Linked DNA regions of Mus musculus: region 2 is linked to region 1. Evidence: chromatin contacts called from public promoter capture Hi-C data. All regions are on one chromosome and are shown on one strand. The core of a region is the stretch at or near the end of the contact, and the rest is flanking DNA. Distances in the headings are between cores, read along the strand shown.

Region 1 (6,130 bases), core at 2,024-4,523:
AGGCAAGCTAGATCCTTTTCAAATTTCCAACCGCAACTCAGACAGCCAAGCTTTTGACGCGGCCCCTTTTCTTTGCCACAGGCAAACCGGGAGAGGTGGGTGGCGGAGGGCTAGATGGAATGGTTGCTTTCAAGACAAGAAAGGGAAGAAGGGATTCTCAGGCCCCCTGAATCTTGGCTCCTGACTCTTGCTAACAGGGTATGCCTGCGATCGGAGGATCCTTTTCTCTTAGAGACCAGGGCTGGAGGTGAGAGCGGGCATTGCCAGGCCAGTGGGCCGAGTTTTGGCCTCAGGAGCATTTTCACGCGCTCCTCAGTCTCTTCTGGAGCAATCCAAGCTCCAGGGGACTCTGGCCAAGGTCGTGCTGCCTGGAGGAGGGGCCGCCTGGTGTGGTGGCCTGGGGATCCAAGACTGGGGAGCCACAAGCAGGTCCCCCCTCCCCCAGCTAATGAGACCCGGGTAGGGATTCTGCCGATCCTTGTGGACCCGTGGGCCCAGAAGTAGCAGTTTGGCGGCTCCAGATTTAGCGATTCTGCAGTAAAATCACAGGATTAGTGTCTGATTGAGATGTCTGTTCGGGAGATATTACAAAATTCATTATCACAGCTTTCTACTAACTCGATATGAAGTAACACAGATGGGATTTTATTAGTCCAGACTCCAAATGTTTACTTATGATAATTTCGGGGGAAATTTGCATGGCATCATCATTTCGATAATCTTTTTTTTTTTTATATGTCTGAACTGGCTGCATTATTAGCCGGTAGCCCCAACATTGCAGATGGCTACTGCAAATAGTTTTATTTATTTATTTATTTTCAAGGACTGAAATATACAGAAGAGAAAGACCTGACCTGTAAAGTCAGTTGCTACACATTTCCTCCCACCCCCATCCCCCCACGCTTTGGTGCTGAAGACCAATCAAAGCAGTAAGAAGCAACGCTTCAAGACCCCGTAGGTTTCGGCCCAAGGAGTGAAAAGATCAAGACGTGTTCCTTAGCTCCTTGCTACACGTCCTTGTGACTTTGAGATGTATTTTATTTCGCAGTAATGTGAATCCTGAGACTTTATGCTCCATAGAACGACCAGGCCTAATAAATGGGTCCAGTCTAACTAACTGAGGAAGATTTTTTTCTTTAAAGAGAGACCTTCAAGTCTTATCTGATGATACTTAAACTTGTCCTATCAAGGTGGCTAACGTGTGACAGACAAATTTCACTGCCAGATTACAACACTGGTTTTGATGGCTAATCTCAACATTTTAGATAGGAGACGTTTCCTGATTAGAAGTTATTCTCATGCCAAAAGTTCCCATCCTGGTTGGAATGTATATACCAAGCAATCTGGTTTGGGTCAGCTTCCATTCCATATTGTGTTAATGAAGCACTATCCAGCAATTAGCATGCACAGTGCCACTCCGGCCAGGCAGATAGGCAAGCCCTAAGAAACAGAGCAGTTTGTTTCAAAAATGATTTCTGCCCAAGCAGTACAAGGATGGAATTGTAGAAGAAGCTACGAGTTCTAATCAGTCCAAGAAAACACAAAAAACAAAAAACAAAAAAACAAAAATTCTTTCCCATTTCACCCTTTTCATTTCCTTTCTTATCCCACAGCAGAACCATTCATGGAAAGCTGAAAAATAAAAAGCATGAGGCCATATGTTTTAAATGAACTAAATTGGTGTGATTAGCCAGCAAATTAATTTGCAGTGGGTAATCATTTAAGGAAATTAAGATACCACTTTAGCACAGCCCCGTGCTTCACCATGAGCAAGCTTTCTTTAAAGCTCTGTGGAATGTGTGCTTCTGGAGCTTTGGAGCTACAGTGCTCAGCTTACAGGACAAAGCAGGGCAGTAACTTAGGCGTAGTTTTGCTGAGGCAAAGCAAAACATTCCATAAGTGAAGTAGCTACTTTGTTTTGAAACTAAACTTTGATTATTGGAATACTGTGCTCATTTTCAACGCCCCCCAAACAACAACAACAACAACAACAACAACAACAACAACAAGTCCTCAATTCACTTCAGTAACAATCTTTGTTTCTGTGAAATTATTGGTTTTAGGTGGAGTCTCCTCTAAATGATACTGCATGAGAATAAAATATCTTTAATTGTAACTAATGGTCTGAAAAGGATGCAGAGATCTCTTAAAAATCAAATTACTTGTTCGTTAAATCGTTTAGAATGTATGAATGCATATTATTGTAATTCATAATAGTAAAAGACTCTCTCCCCATTTTAATTTACCTCAAAAAAATACGGTAGTCCTACAAAATAGAATAAAAACAAAAATATCCCAGCCTCCTAGGATAGTTTGATTTCTAAATTGTTTAGGGAAGGTGATTTAATTGGAATAAAAGGACTGTATTTCGCTGGTTTGGAATCGCATGTTTTTACTTAGTTACCAGTTGCAAAATAGTGGCCTCTCCGCATCCGTTTAAAATGCATCTCCCTCAGTACAAGATTGGAGTTGACTGATGATCAATTTAAAGGATTTATAATCCGAAGTAATTGTGCGGGTTGGCATCTAGGCCTGGCTCTCAGGTAATTCGCTTGGGCCTGAGAGGTCACTAACCGCCGGTTAAGATGGAATCTCCTTTTTTTTCCAATGGGTAATGATGGGAAGGGGCTAATCTATTCCAGTAGCTGAAACTTTGTAGCTGGCCCTTTATCTTGACTGGGCTAATCCTCAGCTGGAGGATTTCTCCCTACCCTGTTGGCATCGAAATTTCAGGGAAGATGCCTCGTTTTAACTGCCAGCCATGCCTGGCTTCCAGTCGACTTCAACGCCGGGTAGGACTGTTCTAGTGTCTGCGATTGAGGGCGAACGGAACAGGGGCTCTGTAAGATCTGTTTGCCAACTGCGCTGAATCTGGAGAAACAAGCCCGGCGAGCCACAAATCATACACGGCGGAGGTTCTCCAGAGTGGAACAAATTTCCAGACTCGCATTATCTCACAGCTCTGTGGGAGAGAGGGCCTCCACTTACCGGCTACCGGAGAGAGAACGGCTGTCTCCCCGTCCCACCGCTTCCCAGGGTGACTGCCAGGCGGCCGAGGCTCGGGCTGCACAGCCAGCGCCGTGGAGCGGGTCTGGGTGGAACTGCGGGGATCTTGAGGGTGCCAAGTTCCGAGAGGGTCCACGCGGGGGGCTGCTAAAGCTAGCGGGCGCCGGCAGTTTCTGTCTGCTGCTCTCCGGCTTTCTCTCTCGGTCTCGCACTCTCTCTCCCCTCCCTCGCTCTCATCCCTCTCTCTTCCCTCCGCTCCGACTCCGTGTGCGGAGTGTCGTGACGTCAGCAGAGATTCCACCAAACTCCAGTGCACAGTGGCGCGCGGGCGGGCGGCCGAGCCTGCTGTACGCTGGGCGATCAAGGGGCGAGCACAGCCTTGGGCCACTGCGGGGGTGGGGGAGCGTGCAGGGGCGATCGAGGGGACAGGGGACCACTAGGGCTGAGAAGTGAGGCCCAGGGGCCCAGGAGACTGCGGTCCCGGACAGAACCCAGGAGGGAGGAGCGGAGGATCAGGGGCCGGAGGCAACTACCGACCGACAGGAGCTGACCAGTGGCAGGAGCTAGCACTCAAGCTGGGGAGCAGGATGGTGGGGATGGTAGGAAAGGGACAAGGATGGAATGGACGGAGAAAAAACGGTTGTGCGTCAAACCCCTTCTAAATCTGAGTGGGAGGGCCAGAGCCTGGGGAGACAGAAACCTATTCGCGCGGAGCAAAGTCTGGGTGGCTTACGAGGAAGGGACTAGCAAAGTGGCCCATGAAATGAAACAAAGGGCAGTGTGGCTTGGTTTGATCCGGGTGAGGCTTTCGAAGTGTGGATGTGAGTGTGCGCGCGCGTGACCTCCTTTCAGGCCCGCGGAGTAGAGGAAAGCTGGTTACTGTACTGATTGTCTACAGGGGCAGTGGGAGGGAATTGAGGGATCCACAGAGGGCAGCACTGAAGGTGGGTGGATGGATGGGGTGGCAAAGAGAAGATGATGACTGGGAGAAGTTAGAAAAATAGGGTGAGCTAGCGGCAGAAGGTGGGAGAGCCACAGCCGATAGGTGTGTGTGGGGGGGATGAAAGAAGGGAGGGAAGGAGAGAGAAAGAAAGAAAGAAAAAGGGGTAAGGAAGGGAGAGAGGGAGGGAGAGAGGGAGGGAGGGAGAGAGGGAGGGGGAGGAGGAGGAGGAGGAGGAGGAGGAGGAGGAGGAGGAGGAGGAGGAGGAGGAGGAGGAGGAGGAGGAGGGAGATATTACCAGACGATGACCGGAGGGAGGCCTGAACTACAGTAAGGCAAGGGCTAGGTCACGGTGGTGTCTGAGGTCAAGACGGGTGGATCAGAGTGGAAGAGCGCAGGTAGACAGGGCCACACACCGGCCAGTGTGTCGGCATGGGATCTCTTGCTCAAGTCTGGGACTCTCAGAGTCTAGAATTTCCTCTGCTGTACCTACACTCAACAAGTTCACCCCGGGTCGCGGATATCTCATTTTTTAAAATGACGAGGTTAAGGTTCCTGACTGAGAGTGGTATTAAATTGCACCGGGATGGGGGTGGGGAAGGAGAAGGAAGTTCCCCCCCATATGAGCGAATGTTCTTGAAAGTCCAGAGTATGTAAGGCTGAAAGGGGCCTTTCCTAGTCTACAAGTGGGTCCTACTTCTAATTTCATATTTTCTGATTTCCTAATGCGTCTGTACTTTGGAAACGAACAGGATATTTTGGCAGGGTCTTGCCTTTGCGTGGAAGGGCTATAAATATGATTCGCCTGGAAGACCAGGAGTGAAGGCTTCTGCCAGACATATGGGACAAAGTTCTTTCAATCTCAAGTGCATCCCTTCAAGATATGTTTTAGGAAAATATCAGAAAATAGCTGTACCTCATGGTTTGGCGTTTTTCTCACCAATATTAAACCTTGCCTGGGAACAAAACCCAACCAGACCCGCCATTAAACTGCATTTCTCCTTGGTCCCTAATTCTCCTTGGTCCCTAATAGAAAATAAAGTCCCCTCTAAAATTCATACAGCTTTTCTTCCTAAATCAGCACACCAGTTCATGCAATTTGAGGAAGATAATGCTGACTCCTCTGAAGGATGCCCACGGGATGTATACACAAGAAAAGTTAACCCAGGGCTACCGCACACACGCCGAGTTTCCTTTGAATCTGGAGGCTGTTTGGAGTATGTTCTGTGTTTTCTTGAATGACTCCGTGGTTTCAATTCATTGGTGTTAGCAGGAAAAACAGGCAAACAAACTTGCTCAATTTGTTTTGAGTGCCAAATCCCTTCACTTTGAAATAGCTAACAGTCGACTCATTTTATGGAAAGAGTTAGCCTCTTCAGTCTCCAGGAAAACCGACGAGAGATCTGCATTTTAAGCCATCTCTAACCTTGTAAGATCCATGAAAACTCAAACTTTTTCTCCTAACTCAATGGGAAACCAAAGTAATGCCATTTAAAGGAAGAGATTCAGGAGGAAAACAGTCACGTGCTGTTTTTATTTTTATTTCCTCTTCCCCCCACCCCCTTTGAGCCTTTTGGGGGAAAAAAATCAAGCATCTCAACAAGTCCTCTCACTGAACTCTGGTCTCACCTCACCGGAATACTTCCTGAACAAGAACATTGTCATCTCTGCCCATCCATTATTATTTTGCTGGGTCGTCACCCTCTAAAATAATGGGCTATTGCCCCATCTCTCTCTTATTTTTCCCTTTGCATTTTAGAGACATTAAGAGGGGCTCCTAAAAGATCAGTCTGGCCAGGAGCTGGTGGCGTGGCTGGAGAGTCTCACAGAAATGTGGGAAGAAGCTGGAAATCAAGACCGGCTTGAGAGCAGAGGAAAAGAGAAAGGAGCAGAGTAGAGAGCCGCGCACATCTGCCCAGACAACTCTTTCCCCACTTTCAGGATTCAGAGGTTTGCAGCCAGGGCTGGGGGAAGGGGCTCCGGGAAGGGAAGCGGACGCCCACTCTCCACTCTCTGTCGTCGGGAGTCTCCCCCACCCGGCTGGGTTAACCCCCAGAATGGGCGGCTGTAGTCTCTCGGTGCTGAGCTGGGTCTTCAGCAGCGCCCAGCACCAGTGCAGCAGAAGTGAGCAGCTGGTGGGAATGCAAATGGCTCCTGGAGAAATAGAAGATCCAGAATGATTCT
Region 2 (6,130 bases), core at 2,464-4,963, about 15 Mb before region 1:
CTCTTTCTTTCAAAACAGTTCGTTTTTGAGACAAAAATCTCATGTGGCTTAAGCTGTCTTGGACTTTTCTACACAGCCGAGGATGACCCGGAGTTTCTGATTCTCCCATGAGCTCCTTCTGAGCCGCAGGACCGCAGGCGTGCGCTACCACACCCGGTACGAGACTCCGGATCATACCTGCGGTACCAACGCTCGACCAACTGAGTTATATTCCCTAGTTCCCGCCTTGCTTTTCCCTTCTTCCTGTTTTCATTCCTCTTCTTTCCCCTTTTGAGGGTCTTGGTGGCTACAAATTTCCCAGGTCAAGCGGTCTTCCTTCCTCAGACTCCCAAGTGTCTGGGATAATAGGCACGGATGAGCAGTATCAAAACCTGTTCAGTTTTAACTCCTATTCTTACAAGCTTCAGCGTTCCTGGGTCCTAGTTACTGCACTGTGTGCCGCACACCCAGCCTAGAGAAACGCAACCCACCAGCTAGTCTACCTTAGTGTTTAGTTCCCTCACTATGGCAACTCTACTGGACCTTTGGAGTTCTAAGGATCTCTCTGATGGCAGAGTAATGGACAATCATCCTTGTAAAATGTCCTTTCTAAACAGCCTCCAATCAGAAACCAGCTTTGCACTGGCCTTCTAAGGGCACAATCTCTTCTCCTTTTCCTCATCAAAGAGCTAGATGCTTATCTTCAACTCCTGCCTATAAAGTCCAGGAGTAAGACCTTAGTTGAGAAGATGAAGTACAGAAAAATAATTTCAGGGCAAGTAGGGAAAGCAAAGGCTTTATCTGGGATCCATTCGGCTCCTATGTTGAATAAAGCCCCTGAAACGGGTTGTGTTTCTTTAAAAAAAAAAAAAAGTACCGGAGTTGTATGTCTCATTTTAGATAACTGGCTGAATGGTGACATCAGCAGGTCTTCCCAGGCCAACAGACACAATGCAACAGTATTCGGAATGAGTTAATTTTACTTTACATTACAATGATTTCTTGGAGCTATTTTTATAATGGTCTGAACACTTGTATTATATGTACCCTTCTCCAGCAGGGACTTGTATAGCATTTTTGAGTGTTTAGGATCACTGAAATCAGACTGGCATTGGTTTTTCTCTCAGTCCAGGCGCTTTTGAGAATACAGAGGGGAATCTTGCTGCTACCTGGAAGAGACAGGGATGTTTGGAGAGTAAAGGATGCAGAAATAAAGACTACCCAGAGGTGGCGCTGTGGTTAAAGTACACCTGAATTTTGATTACAGTGACTGCATTCCCTTCCTACTCCTCAAAGATGTTAGCCTCTACAACCTTTGAGCTTCTGTAACCACAGTGAAGCAAGATTTCTGGTAATATATCCCCGCCCATTCCACTTTACTGGAGTGTGTGTGCAGACTTCACACACAATCCGAATCAAAACACTAAAACCACCTCTAAAAGTTTAGGCCCCGGGGTAGCCTGGAGACAAAAGTTCAAAGTCCCATCTTTCCGACCCTTCCCCTTTCCTTCCCTCCACAAAGACCACCCAGACCCTTAGAGAGTCATTTAGTGATACCTGAGCACATTCCCCCTTAATTTACAACATTTCATTTTAGAATTACATATTCATTTTCATGTTCATACTTTAGGAAATACCACAACTCACCATGATTCTGTATGATATGTGTGCTGGTTTTTGTTTTTGTTTTTTTTTAAATCATTTTAAAGGAAAAGAAAATAAAGACCTTTTTTTTTTATGTACAATAAGGGGCTTGTACAGGTATGGAAATCTTCCCATATGATGTATTTTAATACAACAGTAGCCATGAAGATCTTGTGCAGGCCCGAAATCTCAGAGGGGAAGCAGAAGTATATCTACTTCTGCATCTGGTCTTAAAAGCAAAAAATCCCTGATTGCCTAGTTTTGATTGATTTAAATTGTAATGAGTCAGAGATGAACCCAGATATTACAATGTCTTATATCTTAAAGTGTCCTCTCCTCCTTTGAGGTTATTGTTTTGCTTTGCTTTGGGTTTTTTGTTAGGACAAAATAATAATAATAATAAAAAAACCTCTTTCCTAAATTGGTCTGTTTTCATCATGACCTTCTGCAGCTGTTGTCTGTATAGGACATTCCAATTATTATCACGTTGATTTTTTTTTAATAAAAAAGCTTTTAAGGTGAATGATCATAAGAACACAACGTTAAATACAAATCCATAAAAATAATTTTTAACTGTAGCATGTTAGGAACTCAAGGAGCTAGAATCCAGAAATGAGTATTTTTAACTGGTATTAAAACCACCCTCTTCCTGGTTTCATAGGCAATATTTATTCCTTTGCCCTAATTTTGGCAGTTTAAAGAACCAAAATTCTGCACACAGCTGCTAGGACTGTAGATTTTTTGCCTGATTTTTCTTCAACTTCCTTTCTTCCAAGCTTCTCCCACAAGACTGGTTTTAGTTAATGATACTTAGCAGTACAGCTTTGCACTTCCATGATAATTTCCAACAGAAAAATCTCTCTGGAACTTACTATTAATAATCAACCCTAGTATTAACCTCAGATCGGAGATTTATTAAACCTATTTGGCAGAGTAAAGTTGAATAACTTGATGTTCAAGGATCCAGGCTGAGCTCTGGCCCTGGAAAGAGGCTCTGAAGCTAGCTAGCATTCCTCAAATCTTGGTTTGTACAAGAAACGACTAGTCTTTTTTCAGGGTCGTGAGCTAGCAGCAGGTCTGGCAAATGCTCGCATCGCTTTAGGGGGCTACGAGGGAGCTAGCATCACACCCTCTACACTGAAGCAGAATGGTGAGCAAAAAGCTTTGCCCATAAAGTTTCCTTCATCTCTGAAAACCAGGGTGTGATTTGCATTCACCAGCAACTGACAAGCATCTATGAAATGCCTCCTCCTTCCAGTTTACACTGGGGTTAATGGGAGCAAGATGGGGTTAAGCTGGCAGTACTTAGGTAGGAACTACTTCCCACTTTGCTTAAGGTTTTGAAATCTGCAACCCGAAGAATTAAACAAAACACCCGCTTTTGCACCTCCCTCCGGCAGAATGAATCCTCTACCCTAACAGGAAGAGACCCATTTCTGGGAAAGTAAGTTTCCCGAGGGTCTGTTCTCTGAGCCAGGGAAGGCGATCCCCGAGGCCCTGCGGGGGCGGGCTCCACGCGTCCTCGCGCGCTGGGCAGGCAGGTGTGGTCCTGAGCCTGGGCACGCGCTCGCTGGCCGCGTCCCCCGCGCCACCCGGGTCCCTTCTCGTGCCCCGACCCCGGGCCCCCCCCGCCTTCCCGGGCCCGGCCGGCTCAGCCGCCCGCCTCGCTCCCCGCCCCCCGAGTCTCGTTTCAGTCACCCTTTGTCCTTCCCCGGATTGGCAGGTTTTATTATTCCGCCTGAACAATCCGGCCGCCCAGTGGCTGAGGGTCGCTGACGTCGGCGGCAGAGCCGGGGAGTAGTTGGGATTCTGCTCTGTCAGTAACACATGTGTAAGCGCCGCCGAAGGAGCGAGCGAGCCGGCTAGAGGCCCGCGCCGCCGCCTCCTCCGAGCCGGGCAGCAGCAGCGGGGCAGCCGATCGGTCCAGCGCTCCCGGCCGGCCCGCAGCTCCCCACTCCGTGCGTCCTCGTACCGGCCGCGGGACCGAGCCTGCACCGCCGCTCCCGGGCCGCAGGTCGCGGGAGGGGGGAGCTCGGCCGAGCCGCCGGCGGCCCCGAGCGGGCGGGCGGGCGGGAGGAAGGCGGCGGCGGAGGAGGAGGAGCGCGGGCGCGGCGGGGGCGGGGGCGCGTACAAAGTGAAGCCACATTGCCAAACTTGCAGCCGCGATTGCAGCAGTGGCTGCTGCTGCGCCGCGCGGGCCCGGCCGAGGGAGCCTGCAGCTGCTCGCGCGCAGCCGGGGGCTGAGGACCGGGACCCTCGGGCTGAGACTTGACACTTCTTCGCCGGGCCGCCTGCCACTTAGCGTGGGGCTCCCTCTACCCGCCCCAGAGCCACGCGATTAAAAAAAAAAAAAAAAAAAAAAGCAGCCCTTAGCCCCCTCCTCCCCTTTCCTGCTTCTGCGAGAACTCCCTCCCTCCCTCCAGCTCCGCCAGCCCCAGCGCCCCTGCCCTGGAAGCCGAGCGGCTCCGCTCGCATTTCGCCGCCGCCGCCGCCTCTCGCAGTGTTGCAATATAGGGGAGAAGCAGGTAAGGGGGTGGCTGGGGACGCCGCGGGCCCGGAGGGGACGAGGGAGAGAGGGAGGGGGGAACTGATCGGGGCCGGGGCTGTTTTCTTTGGCTTCCTTCCCTTGACCGTCCCAAATTGCAAGTAAACAATACGTCGCCTTAGATAATGCGTGAGTCTGAAACTACCGGAGGCCGGCCTGCGAGCTAGCAAGGAGGGCAGCCCCGGGCCGCCAGCTTTGTAGCGGTTCCTTGCTTACAAAAGGGTTCTTCTTGGAGACGGGGCTGGTGGGGACCCTGGAGAGGGCTGGGGGCAGTTCCAGTTCCTAAAGGAAAGGCAGGGGCTGCTCAGATGAGAAGTGGTGTGTGCGTGGGTGGGGGCGATAGTCAAGACCCCCCCCCCAACACTGTTTGAAACAGGGAACGAAAAGCTCTAAGTGACCAGGAGCTGGCATTGCTGATTCTTTTAAAAAGAATTCCTCTTGGCTTATAAGTCTTTTGTTCCAATCCAGGAGAAATCCGGTGAATCACCTAATTAAAATCAAGACATGAATTAAGCATCCATTTTTGTACTACAAATGGCCAGCGCTACGTTTGTCCCTCCCTTGGTCTCCATTAAAAAACACCAGAGACGTTGTTAAAGGGGGGCAGATTTTGCCTCTAGCTGCCAGCTCTGCTTTCTATTTCACTGACTATCCCAGGACCTAAATTGCTTGGCTATGTAATTACTAGAGTATAAGCCTATTTAACTTAAAAGCTTTCTTTTTTTTTTTTTCCAACTCTAAATGAAACTTGATGAGGGCCCGTCCTTAGTTATCAGGGGAGTCACTTTCTGGTCAGTCCTCTTGATTCATCTCTTTTAGATTTAATCAGCATTAAGGTATTGCTTGTCCTTAAGAGCTTTAGCTAATGGGGTTACTGGATGCTTTTCTCAGTGTAATGTTTCCTTTTCAAAAAAAATATACATATATATTTACCTCTCACTAAAGATGGGGGTGGGGAGCAGCTTGGAATCTCCTCCCTCCCCCTCCCTTTTAAAAAAGGAATTCGGAGCGATTAAAACGTTGGGGGGGGGCAGTTTAAAGACCTAGGGCAGGAAATGCAGATTCATTTGGGTCAGGGCTGAAATTGTAACAAAAAGCAATTCCTCGAGTAAATGCATCAGAGAAATCAATTTACATAAAGGTATGATGCATTCGGATAAATGCAATGCTAATGGGTTTTAGAGCGGTCCTGGTTCCAGAGTCTCAGGGTTTTGTTACAGCTTAATTGGTGCAGTTCTTATTCTGGTTTATTGTGCGGTCACTGGACACACGTTCCGGGACTCTTTCGGAGGAAATGTGTTTAAAATCGGCCTATTTAAGGAACCAGAGTCCTTCTTTCGTTCCCTCACCCCGGTTCTTTGCAGCAGTGAAGTTGGGCTAGGGACAGACAAAGTTCGCCTTCTCCCTTCTGAGGTATCAGCTGAATGTCTTGAGCAGATAGCTGGGAGCCTGGGAGAGCCCACACTCTCGCCTTACAGAGGACAAAGACAAAACAAGCTGCTTAATTGGCAGTAAATAACTTGATCTTTTTATAGAATAAGTGACTGGAGAAACACTAGGACTTTATTGGACTCCGGATTGGAGGCAACAAATTAATCGGTTTAAGCTAAGCTTTATAAATTGATTCCTATATTCTACTCCAGGAGAGAGAGAGAGAGAGAGAGAGAGAGAGAGAGAGAGAGAGAGAGAGAGAGAGAATGTTTAAAAGCAGTTTTTCGTGACATCAAGACTGGCTTGAATTTAACTTGTGTGTGCCTCAATAGTGCCTCCTCGCATATTATCTATACCCCCCCCCCCAGGAACAAAGCTCTCGCATTTAAATTGCTGATCAAGGGCAGATTAGCGAGACCAAAGTGGAGAGTGTTTGTATAGGAAGTTAACAGGCATCCTAAAGTTCAATGATCTATTATCCTTGCCTGTGTCCTGAAAACACTCATTGATCTTCAAAATGAAATGAGATTT

The links. Promoter capture Hi-C pulls out the DNA fragments that hold promoters and counts their contacts.
Region 2: a contact with region 1 is called in a promoter capture Hi-C map of embryonic stem cells, with 6 read pairs. The contact joins the promoter of Lmo4 here to the promoter of Pitx2 in region 1. A contact is called at or near these places in 2 of 39 promoter capture datasets (both in embryonic stem cells) and 1 of 484 Hi-C or Micro-C datasets (embryonic stem cells).

The regions. Positions count from the first base shown.
Region 1 is chr3:129,197,021-129,203,150 of GRCm38.p6, reverse strand. Pitx2 (paired-like homeodomain transcription factor 2) reads right to left here and starts at 3,273. Exons shown (of 5, transcript NM_011098.4): 1 at 2,989-3,273. It overlaps Gm40149 (a long non-coding RNA gene), which reads left to right and starts at 4,242. Exons shown (of 4, transcript XR_867634.2): 1 at 4,242-5,896.
Region 2 is chr3:144,202,838-144,208,967 of GRCm38.p6, reverse strand. Lmo4 (LIM domain only 4) reads left to right here and starts at 3,713. Exons shown (of 5, transcript NM_010723.3): 1 at 3,713-4,148.